2 separate regions of the Sus scrofa genome follow, and region 2 is linked to region 1. A link is a contact called in public HiChIP or PLAC-seq data. All regions are on one chromosome and are shown on one strand. The core of a region is the stretch at or near the end of the contact, and the rest is flanking DNA. Distances in the headings are between cores, read along the strand shown.

Region 1 (6,302 bases), core at 2,729-5,228:
AAGAAATGGGAGTATCAGAGTGGCCTATATGACAAGTGTATTAAATTCAAGCTATGGATGAATTTATCCATAGCAGTATTAATGGCAATAGTGATGGCAGCCCTCACTGATCACCTATTATGTGCCTGACACTGTGCTCCATGCTTTACACATATTGTCTCACTCACAACAGCACACAGAGGGGCAGATCCTGGGTTTGTGTGAGGCTTCTACAGTGCGTGGAGGCCCTCCGTAAGAAAAGAAAATTTCGGATCTACAATTAGGTAGAGGGCCTTGGAAGGGCCTGAGTAGGTGAGGGACCCAAAGCTTAAGCTTTGTGAGCTTCATGGTAAATGCACCGCTGTGCCCAAGATGGTTAACATCCTGGCTTCTCCAAGTCATGAAACCGGGGCTCAGAAAGTCACCCAAAGTCAAAAAGCTGGAAATGTCACAGCTAAGATCTGAACACAGGGTATTTGACTTCAAATCTTACATATTTTTTTCCTTTTTTTTTTAGGACCAAACCTGCAGCATAGGAAATTCCCCGGCTTAGGGGTTGAATCCGAGCTGTAGCTGCTGATCTACACCTACACCACTGCTCACTGCAATGTTGGATCCTTAACCCACTAAGCACTGCCAGGGATTGAACCCAAGTCTTCATAGATACTAGTCAGGTTCATTACTGCTAAGCAACAATGGGAACTCCTCAAGTCTCATGTATTGTTTTTTCTTTGCTTACGTGGCTTCTAACAAAAATAAAACCGGTATCATTTCCAAATGATATAACTATAATACTGACCATAACCCATGAAAAGTACACTCATTTTCTCTAATAATTCTTATAATCCCTCTATTTGCGTGGGGTGCTATGATCTCCATTTACAGATAGAAAAACCTAGAATCCAGAAAGGCTAGGCACCAGCCCAAGGTTACCCAGATAGTAGCTGGTAGAGTCAGGATTCATGTCCACAGATTGGCCGGCAAAGTCCTTCCTCTTTCCCACGCCTCTCATGCTACCACCCTACAGGTGATCCAGAAAAGCAGGATGGTGATGATATAGCAATGAATGACCTCTGGCCCCACAAGAGCCCCTCGCCTGTCCACTGAAATTCTCCCTGGCACACTCCGTCTTGTGCAGGGTTGCTTAACAGGGTCAAGGAATGCGGCAAGTCCACTTCCCCTGTACTTTGGTTTATTAGTCAGATCAGAGTCCATGCCTCAGGGAGAAAAGCACCAAAAATCAACGCGCACTCAAGCCCCACCCAAGCTGCCTAATAGCGCCTCCCCCCTCCCTGCCCCCACCCGTGAACACAGCCACAGAGTGGCTGAGGGCTGGTAATGAGTACCCAGGGCACTGGGGCGATCAACTGTCCTGCCGGGCTCCCTTGAAACAGCCTTTCAAAGCCACGCAAGAAAATTCAATGGACTATAATTGGATTGCTCAACTCTAGTCACCCAGGAGAGAGGTTACATCCTTGAACAATCTTGCCATGGCTTTGCAGGGGCCCGGGAGTGGAGAAATTTGGTTTAGCTTTTTCTCCGAACACAGGTGCTCAGGGAAAACAATGGCCTTTAAGAAGCTTTGTCTCCCCTTGGCAATGTGAACTTAAAATAAATAAATAAATAAACTATGCTTTGCAATGGCATTTTTTTTTTTTTTTTGGTCTTTTTGCCACTTCTTGGACTGCTCCCACGGCATATGGAGGTTCCCAGGCTAGGGGTCCAATCGGAGCTGTAGCCACCAGCCCATGCCAGAGCCACAGCAATGCGGGATCCAAGCCGCATCTTTGACCTACACCACAGCTCACGGCAATGCCAGATCCTCAACCCACTGAGCAAGGCCAGGGATCGAACCCGTAACCTCATGGCTCCTAGTCGGATTCGTTAACCACTGAGCCACAACAGGAACTCCTGCAATGGCATCTTTTAAAAATTGCCTTTAACTATCAGATTTCAAGTAATTGATGGCTTTTTTTTATTTTATTTTATTTTTTCTTTTTAGGGCCACACCTGTGGCATATGGAGGTTCCCAGGCTGGGAGTCCAATCTGAGCTACAGCTGCCTGCCTATACCACAGCCACAGCAACTTGGGATCCAAGTTGAGCCTCTGACCTACACCACAAGCTGGCAGTAATGGCAGATCCTCAACCCGCTGGGCAAGGCCAGGGATGGAACCCAAGTCCCCATGGATACTAGTCCGGGGTTCATTAACCACTGAGCCACAATGGGAACTCCTAACTGATGGGTTCTAGAAGCCTCTAGTAGGAGTTCCCGGTGTGGCTCAGTGGTTAACGAATCCGACTAGGAACCATGAGATTGCAGGTTCGATCCCTGGCCTTGCTCAGTGGGTTAAGGATCTGGTGCTGCCGTGAGCTGTGGTGTAGGTCGCAGACGTGGCTTGGATCTGGAGTTGCTGTGGCCTAGGTTGGCAGGTACATCTCTGATTAGACCCCTAGCCTGGGAACCTCCATATGCCCAGGGATTGGCCCTAGAAAAAAGCAAAAAGAAAAAAAGAAACCTGTATTAAAGAAATATGCCTGTTGCCACCTAGAATGAAACAATCTTGCTAACTGGGAATGCAGTGATCAAATCCGGAGGTAGCCTGGGCTTTTTTATCCGGCCAGGAGCAAGAGTTAACCAGCAGGAGAAACGAGGCATGAAGTTATGGGTGCTAAGGAGAAAGGCTGCTCCAATCTTTTTCTTTCTTTCCCTTTTGTTTTAGGAAAAAGTGTCTCAGTAACTCTCTTTTTCATCTTTCCACACAGATTGGTGGATGTGGGTGACAGGGCAGAAGAAATGACTCCTGGGGAAGCCATAGGATGGAGAAATCTGAAATGACGAGCTCTCCAGCCCACCTACCTAGGTGGACGGGACTGGCTCAGATTCTGTTATGAATCGAAATGCATCTTTGCCTGAGGTTTACCGCTGTTGAAGAGGAAGAACCATGAGTGAGACAAAGCAACGGAGGATGTTGGTTCTGACCGAACCGGCTAAGTCTGTGGGTGAGCACTGAAATGTCACCCACCCCAGAGGCCTGGCCTGGCTACCCAATGCGAGGCCCAGCCCAGGAAGGCAAGAACACAATAGACCACACACCCGCTTTTCCTCCTCAGCCCCACACCACTTCAGAGGCCTCAGCAAGCAGCCAAAAACCTGTTCCAGCTGTGGTGTCTTTCATTTAGTTTTATTTCTTCATGAAGTCGGAGGGAAACGAGCTTGGGCCCAACAGTGATGGGGCAAAGGGAGGGCCTGGGGTGGGGGTGGGGGAATGCAAATGGTGGAATATAAGGGCTAGCCTTTTAAAAAGTCGAGATCCAGAGTCTTATTATTCTAAAAGGAACACGGTCAGTGCCATTCCTCGCCATCCTTCTTTAACCCTTTCCAGCCCACCCCGAGAAGGCGAGGGCGAAAAAAGGGCTCTGGTCCAGAGGGTTTGCCCGGGCACAGATCCTCCCTGGACAAGGTTCAGCAGTGGGGAGTGGGGTGGAAGTGTGCCCCCAGCACTCAAGCGCCTTCTCTCTCTCTCTCTCTCACACACACACACACACACACACACGCCTCACCTTCTCGATCGCCTGGTCCACGGCCTTCTGGAAGACTCTGGCCACCAGCAGCGTGACGCTGGTCACCAGCAGGAGCAGGGACAGCGTCCCCACCGCGTAGAAGCAGCACCTGCCCATCCTGCGCACCGCTCACCGGCCGGGGGGCGGGTGGCGGGAGGGGAAAGGAGGGAGGAGCACCGCCGCCGCCCCCGCAGCCGCAGTAAGCAGCCGGAAGACCCGGGACCCTCGGGCGGGTGCTCGCCGCTCCCCGCTCCGCGGCTGGACGATCGCGGCCTCGATGCACCCGGCCTGCCGGCGCGGAGTGGAAGGGTCGCTTTGGTTTCGCTTTCCCCCGCCCCGGCAGCGGCGGTGGGGAGGGAGCGCGCAGGGTGGGGACGCTGGCCGGCCCGGCTCGCCGCAGCCCCGGGAGGAGACAGCGGGCAGCTGCGCCGGGAAGCGGGCGGGGCGGGGCGGGGGCTGAGCCCGCAGTCATGTGCCCCGCGGCAGCAGCTGCGATTCGGCCGGATCGACCCCGGCCGGTCCCCGCAGCGCCAGCCGCGCCCCCGCCCCCTCGCCGCAGGCCCCCGCGGTCACCCGGGAAAACCGCGTATCCTCCCGGGCTGTCCCCGCTCCTCGGTCCGGAGCTGCGGGCCTACAAAGGGCCGCGCCGGCAGATTCAGCCTGGATAGGACACTGCCGCTGCTCTAGACGAGCTCACAAGTTAACGGAGACACTGTTACAGCAGCAAAAGCGCAGTGTAACAAGTGCTTTTATGGGGTGCCTGCTGAGATCTGTGCCCGCAAGCATCTCTGCCTGGGTGACCAAGGACCCCACAACAGAACTGGGACTTGGGGGATGGGTAAGGGTTTGTCACGTGAGGGGTGTGTGCGAGGAGGGAGGCAGCATTTGGAGAAGAAACAGCTGTACGACCTTGGGGGTGAGAGAGCAAGATGGTCAGAGAAAAGAAGGAACTTCCTTTGCCCGCAGGCTCAGGTGTGCAGGTTGGGGTGGGAGGTGTGGAGGCCCCCTTGGGGTCAGACTTGGAAGCGCTCCCGTGTCCCGTAGAAGAATTGCGGCTTTATCTTACCGCAGGGAGGGGATCCGCAAGAAGCCTAAGCAGGAGGCCCGGAGGTTCTCACCTGCCTGGTTCACCGATACTACGTCCCAGGCACCGAGACTAAAAGTCCGCGCGCAGCGGGGACTCCATAAACATTAGTTGAGGGAACCCAACTATATGGCAACTATATGGCAACTATATGGCAGTCCTTGGCTAGGCGCCAACACATACCTACTTAATACCCGCAGCAGCCTTGGGGCTGTTGATCCCAGCAGCGTTAGAGAGGAGCAGGGGTGACAGGAGCACCGTTTGAAGGACACGCAGGTGTGGCTTCTGTGCAGGAGCGCGGCAAGGAAGGAAGGAAGGCTGGACAGGACGAAGTACCCAGCGCAGCTCTAAGAAAGTTCAGCAAGGCCTATGGGGGTGGTGTGGGGTGGGGGGGTGTCCTCAAGCCAAAATGGCCTGGTCCAGGAATCCAGCACCCTCCAGGAGCAGCTTCTTAGTCATGACTGGGAGCAGCCCCAGGAAACTGGCCTCTGTCCCAAGCTGGGATGAGCAACAGCAGATAGATTTTAGGGCTCAGCGGCTGTGACAGGGCTCCGGGTCAGGGCTGCTCAGCACTGCAAGGCCTGAAAAGTACATTTTCTTGGTCCCCATGGTAGTAGTATTTCCAGTTTGTACATAAGGAAGCCATGGCTCTGAGAGGTAAGTCATCTAACAAGCTCAACCAGTTGCTGAGTGGTGGATCCTGCTTAGGCCAGAATGCAGGCCTGGTAGCTCCCTCGGTTTTTCTACCCTGTGTGTTGCTGCCTCCCAGCTGCTATCAGTGAGAACCTGGGAACAGTGGGTTCAGCTGGGAGCCTCTGCTGAGGACTAGGTGAGATGCCCTATACCTTCAAAATGGGGGCGAATGGGAGTTCCTGCTGTGTGTGAGTTAAGAATCCAACTGCAGTGGCTTGGGTGGCTGTGGAGGCCCGAGTTCAGTCCCTGGCTGGAGCAGTGGGTTCAAGGATCTGGTATTGCAACTGTGACTCGGATTCAATCCCTGGCTGGGGAACATCCATATGCCACCAGTGAGGCCATTAAAAAAGGGGGTGGGTGGCAGATACGTTGACACTCCTACTATTGACAGGTGGGGTCTATACTGTTTCCCTTGAACTTGCCTTGATTTAGTGATTCCACCATATCCTGGAACTCCTGAAGATAGATCATGAATACCTTGCAGCTTCTGCCTGGGCCTCTGGAAATGATCGCCCTGAGCCAACACTAAGCCCAGCTACCCTGAGGAGGCCTCCATGCTAGAGGGAACAGGGGAGAGAATACAGCGAGATGCTCTGCCAGCCCTCTGCTGTCCCTGGCCATTTGAGTCATGGGCCCCAGACACGCTGGGGCAGGGCAGTCCCTTCCTGGCCCTGCCTGAAATGCAAAATAAAGGATTGTTGTTGTTTTTATGGCCCTAGTTTCTGGCATGTTACTTGGTTTTAGATAACTGGAGCAGACTATGAGGGCAGGCCTGAGCCTGGGACTTTGATAGTGACAACAGCTGCCCATTCCCGACTCTACCCATCTGTAGCTACCTAAGGTCTTTGAGCAGCAGCCCCAGAGAACCAGGCCTGGGTGGGGTCTGAAATGATTCAACTCTGCCAAACCGCGTGACCAGGAGGCCTGGGTGGCCCCCAGTCATTCCTCTTGCACCATCAGCAGCCTTTCCCTACGCCCGATCC
Region 2 (7,105 bases), core at 2,945-5,444, 180 kb after region 1:
CAAAAAGATGACCAGAAATACAATGACTCACAGGTGATATCAGTAAAATAGCAAAGGGACAATTCTACTGCTTATATCAAGTTTCACACTCTTCTGTTCAAAAATTTTGGTTGTAGATAAATTTTGGTGAGTATTTGTTCCTGTAACACCTCTGCGTATATGTTTACAGTCACCTTAAGTTCATCTTGTCCCGAATCTGGTCTCTTCACATTTCCACCTAAACTGCTGTCTAGGGTTAAATACAGTGACACACACCCAGTTTCCCAAGTCAGACATTTCATTTCAGTGTCCTCAGCTGTTATTCATCTATTCAAACTCAACATCCTGTTGGAGTCTATCTCTGAATACCTTTTAACTCAGTGGAGGAGACTTCGACTGGTCATAAGTCATAAGGAAGGAATCCTTGAATATGTTGTTTAGTTAATTTTAGTCCTATTGTATTCTTTCATGATTTAATCAACTCTTGCTAGAACTATGATCCTTCTAGTTTCTAACACTCTTCCTTTAAAATCAGAGCCATTTTGGAGTTCCTGTTGTGGCACAGTGGTTACCGAATCCAACTAGGAACCATGAAGTTGTGGGTTCGCTCCCTGGCCTTGCTCAGTGGGTTAAGGATCCAGCGTTGCCGTGAGCTATGGCTCTGGCGTAGGCTGGTGGCTACAGCTCCGATTCAACCCCTAGCCTGGGAACCTCCGTATGCCGCAGGAGCGGCCCTAGAAAAAGGCAAAAAGACCAAAAAAAAAAATCAGAGCCATTTTGCCATACCTTGTTTGGAGATGAAGGTGTGAACTAAGAGCAGATGAAGGTGTGAACTAAGAGGAGCACTCAAAGCCTTTACAGTCTGCCTGACCAACCTCCCAGCCTCCCCACTCCCCTGACTCACACTGGGCCCCAAGCACATCTGGATCTTTCAGGATCCTGCTTTTATTTATGCTCTTCTTTTTCATCCTCTTTACAGCAAAAAATTCTCCAGTTTAGTTTTTAGGGATGTGAAGAAATTCAAAACTATGCAGCAATGTGCATTGATCCAGTCTTTAACAATCAATGTTCTAATATTAAGAGAAAGAAAACTCAGTATATCTCCTACCCAGCTGCTGGAGGTCTGCTCATGGACAGCCACCTGTGTACTGTGCCCAAGGAGATGCTGTGCTTATGACCAGTTCCTTTCCTAAATCATCCCGAGAAGTTGCTGGTGACACTGGCAGGGGGTAGAGCTCACAGGACCTTGAAAAGGCCTTGCTAAGGACTTTGGGGTTTATTCTAATTTCAGGAAAGCTACTGGAGGATTTTAACCAGCTGCTAATCCTCCAGCAGCAGGGTAGGAAATATACTGAGTAAGCAGGAACCAGTTATGGATTGGTGCTGGGGCTGGGAACTAATTACAAATGAGTAAGGGCGATCTTTATGGGGTGAAGAAAACATTCCAAAACTGAATTGTGGTGATGACTGTACAACTCTAAACTACTAAAAATCAGTGGATTTTATACTTAACATTGGTGAATTTTATGGTATGCAAGATTTCCCTTAAAAAAGCAGTTCAAAAAGAGAGTGGATTTTTGTGATGTTTTGTGGGGTAAGAATAGGGGAGTGCAAATTAGCTGCCTAGAACCCAGAAGTCAATCAAATAAACCTGAACACTGGTTTTTATCCTGCACCCCGAAAACTCGGAAGTGTTTTCATTTCCAGTTGACTAGAGGCTGCTTTGAACTTCCCTTCACAAGGAAGTGCTTCTTTTTTTTTTTTTTTTTTTTTTTTGTCTTTTGTTGTTGTTGTTGTTGTTGCTATTTCTTGGGCCGCTCCCGCGGCATATGGAGGTTCCCAGGCTAGGGGTCCAATCGGAGCTGTAGCCACTGGCCCACGCCAGAGCCACAGCAACGCGGGATCCGAGCCACGTCTGCAACCTACACCACAGCTCACGGCAACGCCGGATCGTTAACCCACTGAGCAAGGCCAGGGAGCGAACCCACAACCTCATGGTTCCTAGTTGGATTCGTTAACCACTGCGCCAGGACGGGAACTCCGGAAGTGCTTCTGCATTGCCTCTTTTCCCCTGGATTGAGCCTGGCACTCAGTCCCCAGGTGTCTGCAAATCTGATCTGATATACACACAATGGAGAGCCAACAATCCAAGTACTGGCAGGGTTGTGCTCCCTCCAGAGGATCTAGAAATGAACCCATTCCTTGACTTCCCCAGCTTCGGGTTGCTGCTGGCATTTCTTGACCTGTGGCCCATCACTCCAATCTCTACCTCTGTGGTCCCACTGCATCCACCTCTTCTGTCTGTACTGCACTGCCTCTGCCTCCCTCTTATAAGGACATTTGTGTTCACATTTATTTGTTAATTTTGGGGGTTCTGTTTTTTGTTTTTGCTGTTCAGGTCCGCACCTGTGGTATATAGGAGTTCCCAGGATAGGCGTCGAACCGAAGCTACAGCTGCCGGCCTACGCCACAGCCACAGTGATGTGGGATCGGAGCCACATATGTGACCTACTCCACAGCTCAGATCCTTAACCCAACAAGCGAGGCCAGGGATCAAACCCGCAACCTCATGGATCCTAGATGGGTTCGTTAGCCGCTGAGTCACGAAGGAAACTGTTTATTTTTTAGGGCCACACCTGCAGCATATGGAAGTTCCCAGACTAGGGGTCAAATCAGAGCTGCAGCTGAGGCCTACACCACAGCCACAGCAATGTCAGAGGTGAGCCCCATCTGTGACAGCTTGTGGCTACGCCAGAACCTTAACCCACTGAGGGAGGCCAGGGATCGAACCCACATCCTCACAGATACTAGCCGGCTTAAGCCACTGAACCAAAATGGGACCTACTGTGTTCACATTTAGAACCTACTCAGATAACCTCCCCATTTCAAGAACCTTCACTTGATCAGATAAGCAAAGACCCTTTTCCTTAAGCCATTTACAGGTTCCAGGGATTAGGCATGTGATGTTTTGGGTGGCCCTTATTCTGCCTACCATACCATATGATTTGGGGCCATCTAGTTTGGGAACAGATGGTTCACAGAGGCCCTATTTAATGAACTGTGGGTTATTACAGTGAGTGACCCTAACACACCAGATAGACAACATTGAGTTCTCTTTGTAAAACACAATATAAGAGGCTTTGCACATACCAAATAAATTGTCAATTTCTGCCTTCAATTGAATGGAGCCTAATACTATCTCTATGGCATAAAGCCCATTTTATCCACAACACAAAGATCACTGTATAAGTTTAAAAAGAATAAAAGTGGTACAGAGATGGGAGGACCAGACCTCTCCACCATTCCTCTACCCCACCTTCGGGACTTTACAGAGAAACCGTCCTGCCTCGCTGGTCTCTGGGACGGTGGAAAACTCTGGCCCTTTCTTTCCTGAATCGGCTGCCAGTCCAGTCAAAAACGAAAACAAAAACATAACCCCCCGCCCCCCGAGAAATAGCCAACTCCACTTTTCTTCGACTTTCCCTTGCCCTTAAGTACATCAAGATGCACTGGACAAAAACCTGGAACAGCCTCTATGGGGACTTAAGAGTTTTGTGAAAAAGAATCGACTCGGCTCAGAAACTGTTTCTGATTGATGCTGACAATATGCAGAACCAGACCGCTCACGTAACAGGAAGGGCTCCAGCTGAAAAGGCTCTTGCACAGCATTTAATACAATCTCACTCAGGCTGAGGCTGCCCAAAGGCACACGTTTCTCTTTATCTCCGTGTCTTCCCCATCCCTCCCCCAACTCGCCGGAAGCAGGGTAGGAACAGGAGTTGTTGGTAACGTCGGGACAGGATTGCCTGTTATATTTCTAAACAACAGCCTGTGCATGCCGGCATACAATTTATTGGGCATCTACCATGTGCAAAACACACAGAATAGGTCTGGAAGGTTCCAGAAGTGAAGACGCACTGCTCCGGGTCGGTCGGAGAATGACCCACACCCTCGCCCCGTCCCCGAGTCACGCCTGCCCCAGTACCTGCGACCAACGCCTCATCCTAAGAGACCGGCCCCATCCCCGCGGGGGCGCCGGCGGGCGCGGCGGCCGCACCTGCGTCGACCAGGCGGCGGCGGCGGAGACGGGGGCGGCTCCGACTCGGTGGCGGCAGCGACAGCGCCCGACGCTGCCCCGCCCACGCCCGCTCCTCGGGCCCCGGGTCTCTGGCCGCCGCAGCTCCACGCGAGCTGCGCCAGCAACCGTTGGGCACCTGGGAGAGGCGTGAGGAGGAGGAGGAAGAGAAGGAGGAGGTGGGTGGGGCAGGGCTCCCCGCGGGGGCCGACTCCGCCCCCAGACTCCGTCGCCTGGGCAACGGAGCGCATTCCCCCCCCACCCCAAGTGCCCCGCCTGAGGGGGGCTTTCATCCCGCCCATATCAGATCCTACCAGCCCTACCCCAGAAACGACACCGATTCTGGTCTCCACCAGTACTCTCTGCCACCAAAGGCCTCTTCCTTTTTTCCTCGGCCTCCTAACCGGTCTCCGCGTCCTACTCTTGCCCCCGACCCCAACGCCCCAGGCTATTCTTGAAGTTGTTTCTCAGATGATTTCCCCCCACTCTTAGCGACCCCCACACATTCTATCTCTACCTGCTCTCTAAGAGTCAAGCCCAGTCTTGTGGTTGCCAGTCAGCCTTCCCACGTCCCCCACGATCCGCCTTCTGTCGGTGTCCCCACCTCTACCCTCAAGTCCCCCCTGCTGTTTCACTTAACAGAATACACACGTTGCAGCTCTGTCTTGGCTTCTGTCATTCCTCTACCTGGAATGTTTTCAGGGGTCAGACATGTTCTCATCGGGGTTGCTGACTCTCTTGCCTCCGGAGAGTTGTTTCTTCCGCTGGGCTTCAGTTGCTCTCTGTCATCATCTCCGATGTAGAATTTATCAGATTATGTGGTTACCCAGACCTCTTGGGGGCCGCCCAGATTGGTGCTCAAATGAAAGGAATCCAGAAAGGCCTGAGTGTAATAGATGCGACCAGTCGCGTTAATACAATTAGCAGTCGAGTTCTGCTGACACCTAGGGCAAATAACTATGTGTAAACTGGAAATATTAATAAAACCTACCTTATATAATGTAGTTATGTTTTGATAAAACTAGCATTAAAGACCACTAAAGATTCCCTTTTCCACGCCTATAATTTAAATTATTCCGTTTATTGACTCGGAAGATATAAGACTGCTTATAGAATCAAGTACCTTAACAGAGAATGAACTAAGCATTAAATGGGAAAGTGAATGGTTTTAAGGTTTGTGGCTAGACAGAAAGCAAATTTTAATTATTTTGTATTAAACTTCGATTCTATCAAATGGTGAGTGTGTTCCTATGGCAAGAAAATATTTTAGTTAGCTAATACGTGATTTCCATTGGTGTCTCAATATTTGTAGTGTGGGCCCTGAGAACCAAGAAAGTTCTTTTTTCTTTTCTTTTCGAAGTCTTTAATTAAAATGTTAGTGAAAATACTATGAAGCTATTTAAACCCACATATATGTGTGAAAGTTAGTCTTTTATTATAATTTTATTATAAAATTCTTTGTATTTTGAAGTGTCTTGCAGTTTTACTTTATGGTATTTAAAAAAAAAAATACTGAATTAAATGGAATTTCCATCGTGGCACAGCAGAAACGAATCTAACTAGGAGTCAGAAGGCTATGGGTTTGATCCCTGGCCTTGCTCAGTGGGTTAAGGATCTGGCGTTGCCGTGAACTGTGGTGTAGGTTGCAGACACCGCTCAGATTTGGCGTTGCTGTGACTGTGGCATAGGCCAGTAGCAATAGCTCCAATTAGACCCCTAGCCTGAGAACCTCCATATGCCGTGGGTGCGGCCCTAAAAAGACAGGAAAAAAAAAAAAAAAAAAGCTAAATTAAAAAGAGCTTTTTAGCTTTTAAAATAAAAAATTGAGAGATAAAGGAAGGGGTCCAGAGTTCCTTTACCATTTATTCAGTCATTTCACATTATTTATAGAGCACCTGACATATGACTTGCAAAGGTGTCAAAACCAAAAAAGTTCCCTACCTTCATAGAGTTTACATTCTTGTAGAAGATGAGCAATGTGCAGAGAGACAAATCCAAGTATGTCAGGTGGGGACAAGCGTTGTGGAGACAGGGAAAGGAGCTTGGGGAGTGTGGGTAGCATATCACAGTGTGGTTGAGGAGGCCTCCTTGATAAAGTGACCTTGAGCAGCAGCCTGGAGGACTGGAGGGAGGGTGCATATGGATGTTGTAGAACAGAGCTTCCCAAGCCAAGTACCTGGTGTATTTAAGAATCAGCCAAAAGGCCAGTGAAGCCTGAGCAGGGTGGACCAGGGAGATGAGGGGCCAAGTCACCAAGAGCTCGTTAGAAAGAGTCATGCCTGGATCCAGGGTTTTTATTTGTCTCCCTCCCTCAGATTCTTCCTCTGGACCAGACTGGGCACTGGGAGAGAGGCAAAGAAGCTCCAGTTTCTGCTCTCAAAACCCCCTTCTTATATTTGTCAGTGCAATTGGCTGCTGGCCTTTATGAGGTGCAGTTAAGGGCAGGTGGTTGATTGGAGGATGGTTTAGGAATAAAGAACCCAGGTCTGCTCTGAGCTTTGTTGCAAACTATACAGCCTTGGCCAAACCATTTACCATTTCAGAGCGTTTTGTATTTTATTTGCAAAATGTTAGATGTGGGAACTATCACAAAATATTTTTTTCTGACTGAAAAAAAAAAACTAAAAAACTATGAGTCTATAAAACTAAAGACTAGAACTTTATCTTAGTAAAAAAGCATATGTTAAAAGTGTAGCAGGAGGAGTTCCCATCGTAGTTCAGTGGAAATGAATCTGACTAGCATCCATGAGGACGGAGTTTCGATCCCCGGCCTCACTCAGTGGGTTAAGGATCGGGGTTGCTGTGGCTGTGGTATAGGCTGGCAGCTACAACTCCGACTGGATCTCTAGCCTAGGAACCTCCATATGTCGAGAGTGTGGCGATAAAAAGACCAAAAAAAAAAAAAAAAAATGTACAAGGAAAGCACTCCAGACATCACATACATGATGCAGGGACTCTACTCTCAGTTTAATTCAACCATTTGCTTAGTTTAAAAAAATCTTGTTTCACCCAACGCAATTTTGTGAATGAGTAATAGAAAAAATTACGTCA

Evidence for each region. HiChIP or PLAC-seq counts read pairs in DNA pulled down with a chosen protein or histone mark.
Region 2: a contact with region 1 is called in an H3K27ac HiChIP or PLAC-seq map of alveolar macrophages. The contact joins the promoter of CCDC158 here to the promoter of SCARB2 in region 1. A contact is called at or near these places in 1 of 5 promoter capture datasets (liver) and 1 of 2 datasets of contacts at active chromatin or transcription factors (alveolar macrophages).

What each region holds. Positions count from the first base shown.
Region 1 is chr8:71,906,483-71,912,784 of Sscrofa11.1, forward strand. It overlaps SCARB2 (scavenger receptor class B member 2), which reads right to left and starts at 3,979. Exons shown (of 12, transcript NM_001244155.1): 1 at 3,543-3,979. The coding sequence starts at 3,659.
Region 2 is chr8:72,084,772-72,091,876 of Sscrofa11.1, forward strand. CCDC158 (coiled-coil domain-containing protein 158) reads right to left here and starts at 4,195. Exons shown (of 22, transcript XM_021101466.1): 1 at 3,965-4,195.